Regions from separate parts of the Mus musculus genome. Here region 2 is linked to region 1. The links are chromatin contacts, called in public HiChIP or PLAC-seq maps. All regions are on one chromosome and are shown on one strand. Each heading gives the region's core, a stretch centred on a gene start, on an enhancer-like site or on the middle of the called end of the contact. The rest is flanking DNA. Distances are from core to core; before and after follow the strand shown.

Region 1 (7,479 bases), core at 3,049-5,548:
CGGTGGTGGCGCACGCCTTAATCCCAGCACTTAGGAGGCAGAGGAAGGTGGATTTCTAAGTTCAAGGCCAGCCTGGTCTACAGAGTGAGTTCCAGGACAGCCAGGGCTGCACAGAGAAACCCTGTCTCGAAAAACCAAAAAAAAAAAAAAAAAAAGATGCTTGGTAACTGTAAAAGAGGAGCCGCTTACCTTTGTCCCAAGTTCTAGAACAGAGTTCCAGCAAATAGTGTTTTAATCTGGCCCATTACATGGGAAAACACAATTATAGACCTCCCACTTTATGCTGATTTGGGTAACAGGCCAGTCACTGACATTCAGGGTTTCTACCTGACTTTGGATGCTGGTTCTCAGGACTGACTTCTCAGTTGTTGACTCTCATGTGCAGATTTACAAGATTGGTCAAGGCTACCTCATCAAGGATGGCAAACTGATCAAGAACAATGCATCTACTGACTATGACTTGTCTGACAAGAGCATCAACCCACTGGTGAGTGCTGGGGGCTGAGCCTTAGGATATATCTGGGACAGGACCTGCCATGCGTGCCTCTGCACAGCAACTAGCTGAGTCCACTAGGTGGGGTTGGTGAAAGATGTCAGAATCAGCTGTTCTGTGATGAGGCTCTGGAATGTGCGCTGGGCACAGCGCCCGAGAGAGACTGAGGAATTATTCCCTGTTGCCTTCCTTCTGAGAACAGCCCTGTTGATCTTAGTTGCCTCTGATACAGCTAACTGCCCTCACTGACCAATGGCTTTCTATGATTCCTTAGGGTGGCTTTGTGCATTATGGTGAGGTGACCAATGACTTCATCATGCTCAAAGGCTGTGTGGTGGGGACCAAGAAGCGAGTACTTACTCTTCGTAAGGTGAGACTGATCCTGGGCTCTAACCAGTCATTCTGGGCATGGGGGATCACAGGCCTTGAGCTATGCGGAAATTGGCCTGTCTGGGTATTGAAATCCTGGGGAAGGGTGGACTTTGCATTAGCCTTTTACCCACTCTGTTCTGTGTCAGTGTGGTGGCTGTTTGAGCGGGTGCTAAGTATTTGAACGCTGCTTGTCAGCTGCTAAGCATTCTTTTTGGCCCATAGTCCTTGCTGGTTCAGACCAAACGTCGGGCCCTGGAGAAGATTGACCTGAAGTTCATTGACACCACCTCCAAATTTGGCCATGGTCGCTTCCAGACCATGGAGGAGAAGAAAGCATTTATGGTAAGGACCTACCTGGGCTGGGGTGCCTGGTCTTTGTTTGCCTCCTTGGCTATGTTCAGAACTAATGAAACTCCTCTGTTTCTCCTCTACAGGGACCACTCAAGAAAGATCGCATTGCCAAGGAGGAAGGAGCTTGATTCCAGGACCACTTTGTGCAGATGGTGGGGTCTCACCAATAAAATATTTCTACTCACACTGGTTTTCCCACATTTCTTTTTTTTTTTTTTTTTTTTTTTGGTTTTTCAAGACAGGGTTTCTCTGTATAGCCCGGGCTGTCCTGGAACTCACTCTGTAGACCAGGCTGGCCTCGAATTCAGAAATCCGTCTGCCTCCCAAGTGCTGGGATTAAAGGTGTGCGCCACCACGCCCGGCTCCACATTTCTTTAAGAGCAGTGGCCAGCCTGGTAGCCACTAAGAACTGAAGAGCCTAGTTTAGCAACATTTGAGTTGTTGAATGAAACTGACAGGTTTGCAATGCAATGCCTAAAGCAATTGTTGGGGCTACTGAAGAGTAATGTGTCCCTAATGTATCTGTCACAGCTTCTGTATCCCCTCCCAGTCTGTACAGAGTTTGGGTCTCTGTTTCTTAGGTATTATTGATTAGGCCCTAGGCCTGCTAAAACGTGCAAAAGGTTGGGTTTGATCTACCTGATGGTTTATAGTTGGCTTGCTCTCTATCTAGTATTACCATTTAATAGGCCAACCCTCCTTAGAACAGCTTGGTTTGGCTCTGAGGCTCTAATAGGAGCTTGCATCCAATCCAGATAGTATGAGTCTGGGGTTTGACCCTGCAACCCAGTGAAAGTGGGATTGATGCTAAATCGGGTGATGATCAGCAACTTGAAGATGTATAGATTGGTATAACATTGTCTACATCAGATTAAAGGCTGCTCATGAGCCTCTGGCCTTTCATAATAGTGCTGCAACCCTACATGGGAAGAGGCTTTGGAGGTCTGCAGAGGTGGATCAGTGCTAGCTGTTGATGCTGTTTGGCAATTTAGGCTGTACTTCAGGCGTGGGCCACCAGGGGGTGGGTGTAGCACATACATGGTGAAAACCCAGCAACACTCAGTTGCATTCTCACAATATCTTGACCCCAGGCTTGGGCTCTTTTAGGGACCTCTTAGGTCTGAAGGAGGCATTGAAAGATTGCCCATTAGTGTGGCCAGTATCAGACCCCCAGAGCAACATTCTCCAGGTTAGGACCACATGTAGCCCAGGTGGTTGTATACCAGCTGGGACTCTTCAAGTGCTGGAAATATACACCCTGCTGCCTCTCAGAATAGTTCTTGGTGTGTTTACATTTAATCACCTGCATGGATGCAGAGGCAGAAGAGGAAGACAAATGAAGTTGAGCCACCTTGTGGATGTTAGGATGTCTGAATGCTGGCCCTAGCCCAAGATGGCAGCCCTAAGATACAGGCAAGGCCTGGTTAGTCTTCAGAGTCTGGTGCTCACTGTACACTAGTGCCATTGCTGGAGTACTGGAAAGACCGTCCTGAAGCTGCTTATCTCAGGAACTTGTGTGGGGAGGCAGGTTATAAATGCAGAGAAGTCCAAGTAACAGGCTGTCCAGTGATGGGGGCCTGAGCAAAAGACAGGGTGAAGCTCTGACATTTTCTTAGGAAGTAGCAAGTGAAGAGGCTCTGTGGACAGATATCTTGGGCTCTGGTCCCAGCTCCTGAGGGAGGAGAGCTGAAAAAGCCAACTGCAGGTTCCCTTGATCAGAGCTTGGTACACAGTAGCTCAAATTTTGTGAAGTACAGCATCTGTACCAGGGTGGGAGACCCAGCATTTCTGCAAGTTGCTGGACTGGGCTGAGTCATTGCCTCTCCCCACCCTTCCCATGTAAGTCCCAGAGGGTGTGCCTCCGGTGCCTGTGGCATATTCTTCTCACCAGAACCCCCAGACAGGCCTCACTGGAACCCCGTGGTGACAAAAGGAGTTCCAATCTTGGGGGAAAAAAAATACCTGCTGAGAATCTGAGCAAGTGGGAACACAGGGAAGTACTAGTGGGGTTGCAATTGCCTTAAAAGGCACGACTGCCCAAAGAGGCAGGCAGCCCTGGCTAGGCCTGCCACCTGGGCTCGCCTCAGTGCTATAACCTGGATCCTGGTGACAGTCTTGCTGGGGTGGCCATGGCCCCAGGCTGCCTCCTTCCTTAGTACAGGAAACCCCATATTCTGCCAGTTCTCAGCAAGCAGCTACTTGTCTGGTCTGGTTTTGCGATCCCTCTACCACCCTTCCCTCTACTGAAGCCTCTAACAAGGGCCTGGTCCTTGATCCAGCGGCTGGCCGACTCCCAAGAGCCTCATAGTTCCTTCTCTCCAGTCTAGCCTGAGGTCTTCACACTCAGAATCCTTAGGGCCACTCCTTGACATGGGTTCCTTACTACCCCACAGTGATACAGATGCAGAGCTGAGGTCGGGAGAAGGTACCCACTGACCAGCTGTGGGGTGGGCACTGCTGGGACTGAGCCCAGGCATCATAAAGATCACGATGCTAGAAGCAGCTGTCAAACCTGGTCTGGCTCCTGGGGGTTGGGTAGGGGAGGCAGCCTGCCTGGTGAGCCCCTAGTGTTTCACACCTCTGGCTGGGCTTCAGTCCCTACCCCTGCTATTCCCTAGTCACAGAGGAAGGTTTGCTTCTGAGCATGTGTGATCCTTACAGCCGATAGGAGTCTGAGGTAGAGAAGCTCATTCCTTGGAGTAGGGAAGCTGAAGGCAGTTGCTGCCTCAGGAGGTTAAGCTAAGCACCTGACTACTGTGTCCACTGTCTAAAACAAGCAGGACCACTAAGGCTCCATGAGGGGTAGAGGGGTGGTTCCCAGTATTTCTGCAGTCCCTTGAATCCTGTCCTTTCCCTTCCCTAAGTTCATCTATGGGCTATACCTCCTTCACAGATGGGGGTGATGGAGTGCTTATCCCTGACGACAGGCAGTGAGGAGTCAGATACAACAGTGGGTCCCCGAGTGGCTCCAGGTCACTGGTTTCATGTGATTATGGAGAAGTGGCCCTGATTCCCTCTGTTCTACTCAGCCTGGCAGAGTCAAAGGCTGAGGGAAGGTGCTAAAGATAGCCGAAGCAACCACTTCCCCATCCCTCCAGCCACCATCCACTTGCCACTTGGCTCCTCCAGCGGGTTGCCTGGCCAGCGCCCAGCCTGGGACATGACACAGGGTGCTAGGTGACAGTGGCTGACCTGTGCTTCTGCAGGTTTATCCTGTCATTCCACAGATGATAATCCAAGCAAAGGGACAGCAGTCCCCATGTGCACAGTATATGCACTTTGACCCTGACACCACCCACCTTTCTCCATACCAGAACAGCACCACTAAGGTGCGTTAAACAACCAAGCCAGTCACCCGTTCATCCATGGAAGGTCTGGGCCCGGGGCCCTTCTGCTGGAGAGCTGCTGGTTCCGGCTCGCCACTGACCTCAGTCTTTGGGTCTTGCACTGGGGGAATCTCAGCAGCTCTATCCAATTGAAAACAGCAGTGCAGCTAGGTATGTGCTGTTCTTTTTGTCTGTTCTGTTTTGTTTTTCTGAAACAGTGTTTCAGAAAAACACTGAGTGCTGGCAAAAGACTTTGTTTCTAGAAGCCAAGGCATAGAGCAGGAAGTCAGACCCAGGCTTCCAGGGTCTCTTCCCTGTAAGGGCTTTATTGCTCTTTTCCTCTAAGGCAAGGCCCTCCTGGCTGAAAGGCCTACCATGGGTCACTTGTTTGTTTGTTTGTTTTTTGTTTTTTTGTTTTGTTTTTTCAAGACAGGGCTTCTCTGTGTAGCTGTGGCTGTCCTGGAACTCACTCTGTAGACCAGGCTGGCCTCGAACTCAGATTCGCCTGCCTCTGCCTCCCAAGTGCTGGAATTAAAGGCGTGTACCACCACGCCCGGCGGTTCACATTTTTTCCTATGCCAACATTTATGAAGCACCTACTATGTGTTGGGCTCATGGAATGCCCCTTAGCCCCATTCCAGGTCTGTGAATATTTGCTGGATGCCTGAACAGTCTTGTAAGACTTTTTTTCTGGTCTGGAGAAGCAGGGCTGTGAGAACCAAGCTAATGCCCCCAATGAGGCCTAGTGAACAGCTATGCTCAGTCTTGCACCCCAAAGATTTCTATTTTCAGGTGGGGTTACCCAGGCTGGCCTGGATCTCACTATGTAGCCCAGTCTAGCCATGAATCCTGATCTTTCTGCATCAGCTTCCCAAGTGCTAGGGAACTCCAGGCACATACCACCATGCCCAGCTATGACCCAGACCTTTTGATTTGATTCACAAAACTAGAGGCGGCACTTAGCAGTCTTAGGCAGGGCTAGCCTAGGCCCTCCACTTGGCAAAATAAAACTCAGTGGAATGAGTACTGTGCAGTCAGGAAGCTCTGACACAGAACCACCTTTCCATCTTCCCTGGACACTGTACTCTGGTCACAGCAGCCTGAAGCTACCTTAGTGCCTTCTGCAGCTTGTCCCTGCTGCTTGTCCTGTCCGGTGTGGCCTCCACCTGTAGGCTGGGCTGTCTCAGAGCAATTTGTGCAGGCACATAGTAGGTACTCAGAAACAGATGGTCAAATAAAGTACCTACTGTGTGTTTAAGTTCATCAGCCTGGATGAGTTAGGGTTTTTGTTGTTGTTGTTGTGTTGTTGTTGCTGGGTTTTGTTTGCTTAAGATAGTCATGTAGCCCAAGCTAGCCCCTTATGTAGCTGAGGAAGACCTAGGACTTCTGATCCTCTATCACAAGCCAGCAGAGAACCAAGTACTGCAAGTTGTCCTCTGACCACCATCTGTGCATTGTAGCATGCCCCCTCCTACCACACACACACACACCCTTAATAGTAACTATAATAAAAATAGACAGCAGGCAGAAAGCCAGCGGTGGGAACTAGGAGTCACCACCTCCCCGCCCAGATCCAGACTCGACATCTCAGTCCACACAGGGCCCTCTTCCAAACCAGGATGAGCTGAGTGGTGGGGAAACCCCTGCCTGGTAGGCCACACTTGGCTTATGTCTCATGCTGTCCCATTTACTTTTCATATGTGGGGAGGCAGGTGCTAAGGGGACCCCAGTCTCATTCATAGCAGAGACCAAGGCCTGAGTGGGTACCAGTCTCTCTTGGGCTCATGCACCTGGGGAGGGAAGCAAACAGCTCACGCCCTACAGCTCTGGCACAGGCTGTTCTCTTGCGTGGATGATTTCCCTCTTCCACACTGGGAAAGGGGTTCACCCTGCTGACTCCTTAGCGGCCCCTCCTCCTGAAGCCTGCTTGAATGCCCACTGCTTCAGAGTTACCAGTGGGCCTCTGCTCTCTGGGTTCTTTCACCTTGTGTGATGCCAGTCTCCGTGTCACCACACTGGCTCAGGGTTCCAGCCACACACCAGCTCCTGGAGTTAGGGCTATCTGCCTGATTGCTCTTGTACCCCACAAAAAGTCCTCTGAAAGACTTGTGGACAGAGGCATGCATAAGGTAGCTGATGAGGTATTGTTCCTGCCCTAAGCTTTGGCAAGCTAACTGTGCTTCAGCGCCTTCGTGCAAGGAAACGAAGGGGCGTGTCCACTCCCTAGACTGTTCCCTGCACTGTGTCCTCTTCTCTCCCATTGCTAGCACCTGCCTCCAGCCTGCTCACTGTCACTCTGTCGTCCTGCTCTGTTTTGGTCATCATGCTCCAAGCTTTGAGAGACAGACATGGGAGTGGACCAAGAAGCCTCTGGGAGTGCGTGAGAGAAGAGGAAAGCGCCCAGCCGCAGCGACTTCCTCAGAGCAAAATTAGGAAAAGATGAACTGAAAATGGCTTGGGCAGCAGAGTGCTCTCCCAACCCAGCCTGGGGTGAGGGGTTGGGGTGGGGACGGTGGCTGAGGCTCAGGACAGGCCTGCATCTCAGTGTGTCTGTGTGACTGGGGGCCGTGGGGCGTGGCTTCTGGACCTTGGAGGAGAGGGTTAGATTAAGCCATCTCCAGCTCACGTGCCCTGAGACTCCCAGGGCTATGGAGTTTGTTTCCTCTTCCTCCCTTCCTGGAAAAGGCCCCATTCCCAGCTCTGGGACCTACTGTGTGACCTTGAGCAAGTGACTGAACCCTTGGACCTTGGTCTCAGGCCCAATGTAAGACCCAGCGGACAGAGCTACAAATGGCTCCAGGCACACACACCCCAACCCCAGGGAAAGCAGAAGTGCTGTATACTGAGCTTAGGGCTCGAGAGAGATACCAGGTGAGACTCCAGAAGGGCTGCAGGGAGGACTCTTGGGGGAGCTGGTCAGAGGGGGAGGAGAGAGAG
Region 2 (7,479 bases), core at 3,307-5,806, 580 kb before region 1:
AAGTCTATTGCAGTCCCTTGTTTTAAGTATCAGTCGCAAGCTGGGTGTGGAGGCACACAGGTATAATCCCAGCACTTGAGAAATGAAACATCAGAATTTCAAGGCCATCCTCTGCAACGTGTCTAATTCAAGGCTGCATGAGTCCCTCTTTCAGACAAACCAACTAAATAAAAATTTTAAAGTGCAATAACCGGGCACTGGAGCGATGGCTTGGCAGTTAAGAGCGCTGGCTGCTATTCCACTGGTCCTGAGTTCAATTCCCAGCAACAATATGGTGCCTCACAACCATCTGTAATGGGACCTGATGCTCTCTTCGGTCATGCAGGCATACATGCAAATAGAGCACTCATTTACATACATACATAAATCTTTAAAACGACGTAAAAGCTAAGTATCCAATAGCTGCGCTTGGTGAGTGGCCACCGTGCTGAACAGAACAGTCGCAGAACTAATTTATCATCATTTTAGTCTAAAAAGCAAAAACAGTAAAGACAAAGCGGGAGAAAGTCATTCTAAGCAAAAGGGAAAGAAGGTGGGGAAGTCAGAGAGACTGGAGACAGGATGACTCATCCTGGGGCCACAGTGGGGCTGACTGAGAAGGCTCAGGAGAGGAAAGCTGGGGATGTGACTGCAGCAGGCCGATGACAAATGCCTTGGGTGGAATGCTAAGGACTTGAGACTGAGAACGATGGGAGCCCCTGAAGGATCCGAACAGGAGCCTGATGTCACCTGCTTCACATGTTCATAAGCTCTGTCTGGCAGCCACTGGAGGCTAGGTCAGAGGAGGCCTAAGTCGGATAGGAAGCAAGAGCAGCCACTGGCTGTAAAGTGAAACATGAGGTAGTTGTGGTGGTGCTGTGGATTGGACAGAGCAGGGAGATGTGAGTGGGGAACCCTGGGGGTGATCTTATCAGACCCCTAAGAGGTGCTATGTAAACACTTGCTGCTTTAATGACCTACCTGTGGCCAGGCTCCAACAGAGAACTGTGTGCTATGCATTGGCCCCTATGTGCTCTTTACTGCACAGATGAAGCTGCAATGTGCATCAAGGAGGGAGAGCATACAAGATGGAGAGAGAGGAAGGTTGGCATCCCTGTTCTGTCTAGTAGTGAGGGTTCAGGTGAGAAGCACATGGGAGACGGGGAGGGACCCTGGGCCCAGCTGTGCTATGCTGTTAGAACTGGGCATGGGCCAGTCTCCAACCTGCATGGATTTCCCGAGGGCAGATTCCATAGCCTGGAGGATCAGATCTTTTCACCAGCAGGGACTCGTGATCCGGGCAATCCAAAAAAACGTAGTCAGTGGAGGATTTGTGGCGCAATGGACAGGAACAGATGGGCCAGGACTCTGTAAGTACCAAGGACTCTAGAAGTACCCAGAGGAGAATCTGAGGGAAGTTGTAAAAGCTTCAGCCACATGCGTGTCACATGGAAAACCCCTTTGTGTGTACCTGTGGGTCTGGAACGCTTCAGGCACTTGGGGTGAATGAATAGACAAGATTGAACAGCTATTTCTTGTTCATTGTAGTCTGACTATTCCCGGAAAAACATAAACAAATGTCTACTCATCCAGACAGGGAACTGGTGATAGGCTGAAGTACAGACACCCCCGACATCCAGTTAAAGCAATGAGTTTATTGAGATTACCAACAGGGCATGGGTAGGGGTAACTTACAAGAGCAGATCCTACCCCAGCATGGGTGACAGCTCATGAAAACCAGAAACTGAGAGCTCACTGCACAACCTTCAGGCAGCTCAACAGGTTGGAGAGTGTCTTTTCTGGTGGCTCAAATGGTTTGAGTCTCTTCCAGGCAGTTCAGCTGGTCTCTTCTTTTTTTTTTTTTTTTTTTTTTTTTCAGGCTTTTGGCTGGTCTTTGATTATTCTGGGATGTTTTGTTTGAGAATCTTCTAAGAATCACAGCTGTCTTTGCTGCTTATATATTACAGAGGAGAAAGGGGCCTAGTTAATCTAGTCAGTTTCAGGGACTTCCTGAAGGTATTTTGAGTTGGTTACTTCCTATCTTAATGAGTTTCCTTGTAAGAGTGTTTCACCTTCTCGTTAGAGCATCTTGTCTCACCCTTTTCTCATTTTATACCTGAGTTTTCACCTTAGAGAAACACAATATCATTCATTAGACACATATCTACTGACAGCCTTCCCCATGTGCCATGAATATATAAAGTATCTACAAAATACAATGACCCCACACACACCCCAAGAAGCATACAGTCTAATGGTCACACCACTCGATCTAGTGCCCCCATCTGTGTGCATGGTGTTCAGGAAAACCATGGGACTCAAGAGGTAATCTAAAGATGTATTTTATTCCACATGGGGGTGATGAGAGGAAGTGACGTGTGAACCCAGATCTGAACAGCAGTCAGCTGGAAAGCACAGGATGTGCATCCTGGGGGGACCCACAGTTATGACTCCCCCTTCGGAAGGTTCTTAGCCATCTGGAGGCTGAAGGAAGGACAGTGGGGAAGGGGTATGAAAGCAAGAGGAAGTTGGAGAGATGATCCCGAAGGGGCCAGACCTTGCAAGACCGGGCTGGGATTTTAGGTTCAAGGATAAATGCCTGTGAAGAAAAGTGGTGTGATTGGGTTTGTCTGTCCAAAGATTGCCTTGGTGTCTGAGTGGAGAGTGTACCAGGCACAGGAAGGAATGCAGGGCAACAAGTACAGAAGATAGTGCAGTTGCTATGGGAGACAGAAAGATGCCGCCGGCTGGGAGATGAAGTGGAAGGACTTGAAAAACAATAACAAAAATAAATTTGTTTTAAAGAATTGCAGTGGTAGATTTTTTTCACACTCTTGTCTTACAGATAGTCACATTGAAACTAGACAAAACAATTGTGTCATGCAATTATTTTGACCAGGACGGTCTGTCCCTTGTGTGGGCTGTGAGCTGAGATCTAGTGATATTCCCTGCCTTGCCCAGAGCCCAAAGTGATGGACATTGATTTTTCTCTTTCAGGATTTCCTGAGAAGTCTTCCTGCACCTTCCACAGCTTCTGCTCCTGTTAAAGTGATTTCTAGTAGGGAATTCCTGTGTGAGTCTCCAGCCAAATGCCTGTCACTTGGAAAATTTCTGATCCCCGATGAAGATGTAAAAAAGAAGTCACTGGCCGCCAAACAGGAATGGTGTCATAAAGACAGTAACGAGTTGTGCCTGTCCCAAAGCCAAAGTGACTTATTCGCTAGCAACAGAGAGCAGTGGCTGACTATCCCCAGAAAAAGAATCCAATTAGATTTGTGAGACCGATGCCCTTGCTGATCAAAGCACCTGGGAGCTTGTTAGAGATAGATATAAGGCTGAGTCAGAGCCAGCATTTTAACACGGCCCCCAGACAATGCTCACATACTTGAGATCTTGGAAAGACTGAGACCATGTAATGGGGAGTGGGCCATGGTAGCTGCTGGATATTCGAAATGAAGTGATTTTTCAGCAAGTGGGGAGGAAACTCTGATTGGTCAACAGGAACTGGCTCTTCTTAGAAGTTCTCTGCTCAGATGTCATGAAGTCGCACCTATGGTGTGTCGGCCAAAATCAGAGACCGTGTACTTGCAGTTGGCTGTGCAGCCAGAGAGAGAGAGAGAGAGAGTTGGGGGGTATGATGGCTCATGCTCTCTTCCTTACCTACTTCCCAGGAAGCAGTAGCAGAATCCAAAGAGATCTGAGCCCCAGGTAGACAGTTTGGTGCTGGCCTCCTAGGCTCAGCCCCTGGGAGTCCTTGGTCTCCCTTCATGGTTTGGGGTGACTCTCCTGTTCCCTTTCGAATCGAACCCTGCTAATGAGGATACCTCAATAAAGAATTCCTCCTACCTTCTCCCACCAGGGCTCCTGCTAGAACAGGATGCCTGTTCTAGGGGTTTTGCTGCCCCAAGGTGAGGAGTACCCCCTTCTCCTAGGGCTGTGCAGCATGAGCACCAGATACAGGCTGGCAAAACTTTATTACTGTATTCTCATAGAGTATTTCAAGGCATAGTAACTAGACCAGAACCAGGCTAGTCATCTCTGCCTCAGCCAGGGCTGCTCCTCCCACAGAATCAGCCAAATGGATGAAGTTTGTGGGCTGTTGGAAAGCATATGGTTTGCAAATACTGTAAAACCAAACACCACTTTTGGCTTTTATTTACTGTAATGTCTCACATCACCTACTACCAAGCTTGGGCCCACTTTGCCTCAGCTTCCGGCCTCATTTTTCCTCCTTGGCGCCTTCTCTGCCCTTCACCTCCTCCTGATGCACTCTTTCCTCACCTGCTGGGGGGGGGGTGTTAGGGGGGGGGCTCCTACCTTCTCCGGGGGAGGGGTAAGAGTTCTTTCTGTACCACCTGCCCATGTCTCCCCTTGCTGCCCCAATTGATACTACCCCACCCCCACCCCCCACAGTCTCCCTGTCTCCCACCTGCCACCCATCTTCTGACACTGTCTCTGCTTTCCTGTCCCAGGGCTGCAGCTGCATCCCTGAGCCTCCAGGCTATGATCTCTTCCCTCCTGGTCCCTCTCTTTCTCTCTAAAGGGAACCTAGGGATCAGAAGATTGTTGAATCAGAGTCACAAGGGACAGAGTATGTGCCACACTGCAGTGACTCCTGAGTCACAGACTGTTCTTTTGTCTCCCTCACTAACAGATGCCCTCCAGTCCCTCCCTAAAGCAGGAGGGGACAAGGAGACAGCCCCCCTCCCATCACATATGCTTACCACCCCTTTCACCCAGCTCTTCCTTTCCTATCTTAGAACACACACACACACACACACACACACACACACACACACACACACACGACTACACCAACACCCTTGTAAGTACCTTCTGTTCTGACATCTTTACTCCCAGGCTGCCCAAAAGCACTGGGCTTCCTCTCCAGAGTCCCCCTCCCCACCCAGCCAGGCTTCTCTGTGCTCCATTCCCCAGGACACACAATTCTAGTTTAAGGTGACAGAGGGACAGTGGCAGTGGGCTTCCTCTTCCCAGGTGGAGGGAGGATAGGGGAAGGCCTAGCGCTCAAACAGAAGAGGAAACCCATTTCCGTGAAAGCTCCTGTCAGGGTTAGAGTCAGTCTGTCAATTTATCAGTCGATCCACAGTCAGCACTCTTGGCTTCCCTTTCGTCCACTGGCAAAGATGTCCTCAACCACAGAAAATCAGGAGCAAAACCCAATTGAGCTCCACAGAGACACTCTTGTAACCACAGAGTGAGGCTGCTGACACATCCCACATTCTCCGCCAGGGCTTCTCCAAGCACTTCCAAGAATCTAGGCTGCAGCTTTCTCTGCAGCCGAGGAAACAAGTTACATTCAAGTAAGCCACAAGGGCCTGTGGAGAACCTCTGTGGCATCGCTCCGTTCTAACTCTCCTGTCAGCCGTAGGGGAAGAGGATTGCCCAAGGGACAGTCTCTGGTGGAAAGTAAAAGTCCTAGCCAGACATCGGCTAGGCCTGAGCCTGCGTGTCTCTCCCACACCAAGAGGAGCCTCCCGACCACACCCTTGCTGGCGACCTGCTCAGACTTGCCTGGTGCCTGAAGCCCTGCATCTGCTACACCTTAATTCTCAGGGCGCAGCGCCTGCTCTATGCAAAAGAGGGGAGCTACCCTGTAAGTGGACAGAGCCAGGTGAACTACCTAACGTGCCTCGCCAAGCCCAGCCTTGCCCTGTTCATCCATCCCTGGGGTGTGATCTCTGCTGAGCTGCCTGCTCTCTTGGAAAATTCCCAAGCCAGGAAGGAAACGGTGAAAGTTTGAGGGTTGGAAAAGGTCATTTCCCCGCCCTGCTCCCAGCTCCCCACTGCCCTCTCAGGCAGAGAAGAGCTGGCAAAACGGCCCCCTCGCCACCCAAGTTCCTTCTCATGCTGATCAACGAGCCAACCTGCCTGCCAATAAATTACTATTATAAAATGTCGTGTGTAGCCATCGGCATACATATACATGTTTTGTGTACTCGGGCACACATGCACATGTATGCATGTATGTGTCATTATAAAGTTCAGCTTTACCCCCTCGCCCCTCTCTGTCTTGCAGGCGGCTTTGGACGAAAAGCCCCTAAGCCTTGCAGTACGACTCATCGCATCATGGGGGCCACATAGTTGGCAGGGAAGAGACCCAGTTTGTTGTGCAGACGGCCGGTCCACCAAGATGGGTTGGAGCTGTCCAGGACTTCAACCACTTCTCCGCTTCGGAATCCCAGCTCGTCCTCTTCCAGAGCCTCAAAGTCATACAGTGCCCTGGCCCAACGCACCCGCTGTAGGAGAGACAAGAGATGGGAATGAGCTCGGTAGGCTGGTCTTTGGTACGACTATCACACAGAGGAGCCGTGAGCTTCTAGATCTATTCTGAGTCCTCCGAGCCCTTCCCAAAGGCTGACTTTGCAGCAATCTAAAGCAGACCTGATATGCACAGCCCTGGGCACCAAGCTACTGGGCCGTACTACCTTTGCTCTTGATATGGTCTTGTTCTGCTACTGTGGTACAGGGGATGGAAGCTAGGACCTCATATATGTTATGTAAGTGCCCTACCACTGGGTAGGTCCCAAGGCCACGTGTACTGGATCGCAAGGATAAACCTCACGCATCCCCTGCTGCCAGGAGATGGAGAAGAGCGTGAAAGCCCAATAGTCTGAAAATAGCAGCCTGGATGAGCCAGGCTGAGCCCTCTCTGGTGAGACCTCCTCGCCCTCTCTGCTCACTCACCCCTGCTGCCTGGAGTTGTACGGGGTCGGTGTGTCTCCGGTGCATCAGCGTGGCGTTCACCTCACTTCCAAGGCCGCAGTGTCCATCGTTTATGTCCAGGCTGCCCCCACGACGGTCCTAGAGACATGAAGGAGAGGGCCGCTGCAGGATCAGTAGTGGTGACTCTCACAGACTGCCCCAACCCTGTGCCTTGCTTGGGGGTGCTGTCTACTGAGATAACACCCAAGAAGACTTGCTGGCCATCATCACCCTTCATCTTGGAAAACACACAGGAGGGAATCTGAAGGGATCTTAGATTCTGAAGTCAAAGATGATGGCCTCCATTTATTCAATGAAATCACAGTAATTTGGGGAGTCTTGTGTACCCCGAGCCTCAGGATTGCAACCAACCCACCACCACCACCACCACCACCATCATCATCATCACCATCTGTGTATGTGTATATTCATGTGTTAGTGTAGAGTCCTGAAGGTGATATGGGGTATCCTCTGTCACTCTTCTATCCACTTGAACGGATGTTTCTGAACCTGGAACTCACTGATTCAGCTAGACTGATTGGCCAATGAGCTCCTGGGATCTGCCTCAGCAGTGAGGTTAAGGATGTGTTCCTGATGCTAGTTTGTACGTGGGTGCTGTGAACCTGATTTCCGGCCCTCTTATCTGCCTAGCAAACACTTTATCCGTTAAGCCATCTCTCTAGCCCTATTTTTTTCCCTTTTAATCTTAAGACAGGGTCCCACTGTATAGCTCAGGCTGACCTTGCACTCACTGTGTAGCCCAGGATAGAGTTG

Evidence for each region. HiChIP or PLAC-seq counts read pairs in DNA pulled down with a chosen protein or histone mark.
Region 2: an H3K4me3 HiChIP or PLAC-seq map of bone marrow-derived macrophages shows a contact between it and region 1, with 3 times the contacts expected there. The contact joins two enhancer-like sites. A contact is called at or near these places in 3 of 39 promoter capture datasets (the 3T3-L1 cell line and hippocampal neurons), 1 of 484 Hi-C or Micro-C datasets (the N1E-115 cell line) and 1 of 115 datasets of contacts at active chromatin or transcription factors (bone marrow-derived macrophages).

Annotation. Positions count from the first base shown.
Region 1 is chr15:80,071,715-80,079,193 of GRCm38.p6, reverse strand. It overlaps Rpl3 (ribosomal protein L3), which reads left to right. Exons shown (of 10, transcript NM_013762.2): 7 at 386-487; 8 at 768-863; 9 at 1,088-1,207; 10 at 1,300-1,413. The coding sequence ends at 1,344. It overlaps Snord83b (small nucleolar RNA, C/D box 83B), which reads left to right and starts at 615; the gene lies at 615-691. Within about 2 kb of position 4,298, at least 56 of the 459 cell types and tissues checked have an H3K27ac peak or open chromatin away from gene starts, as enhancers often do. A contact at or near this core is called in bone marrow-derived macrophages, where this site is marked.
Region 2 is chr15:80,647,183-80,654,661 of GRCm38.p6, reverse strand. Grap2 (GRB2-related adaptor protein 2) reads right to left here. Exons shown (of 8, transcript NM_001289442.1): 7 at 6,688-6,804; 8 at 1,808-6,239. The coding sequence ends at 6,060. Among named protein-coding and RNA genes, the nearest start is that of Mir6957, 4.8 kb to the right of the region's middle. Within about 2 kb of position 4,556, at least 36 of the 459 cell types and tissues checked have an H3K27ac peak or open chromatin away from gene starts, as enhancers often do. A contact at or near this core is called in bone marrow-derived macrophages, where this site is marked.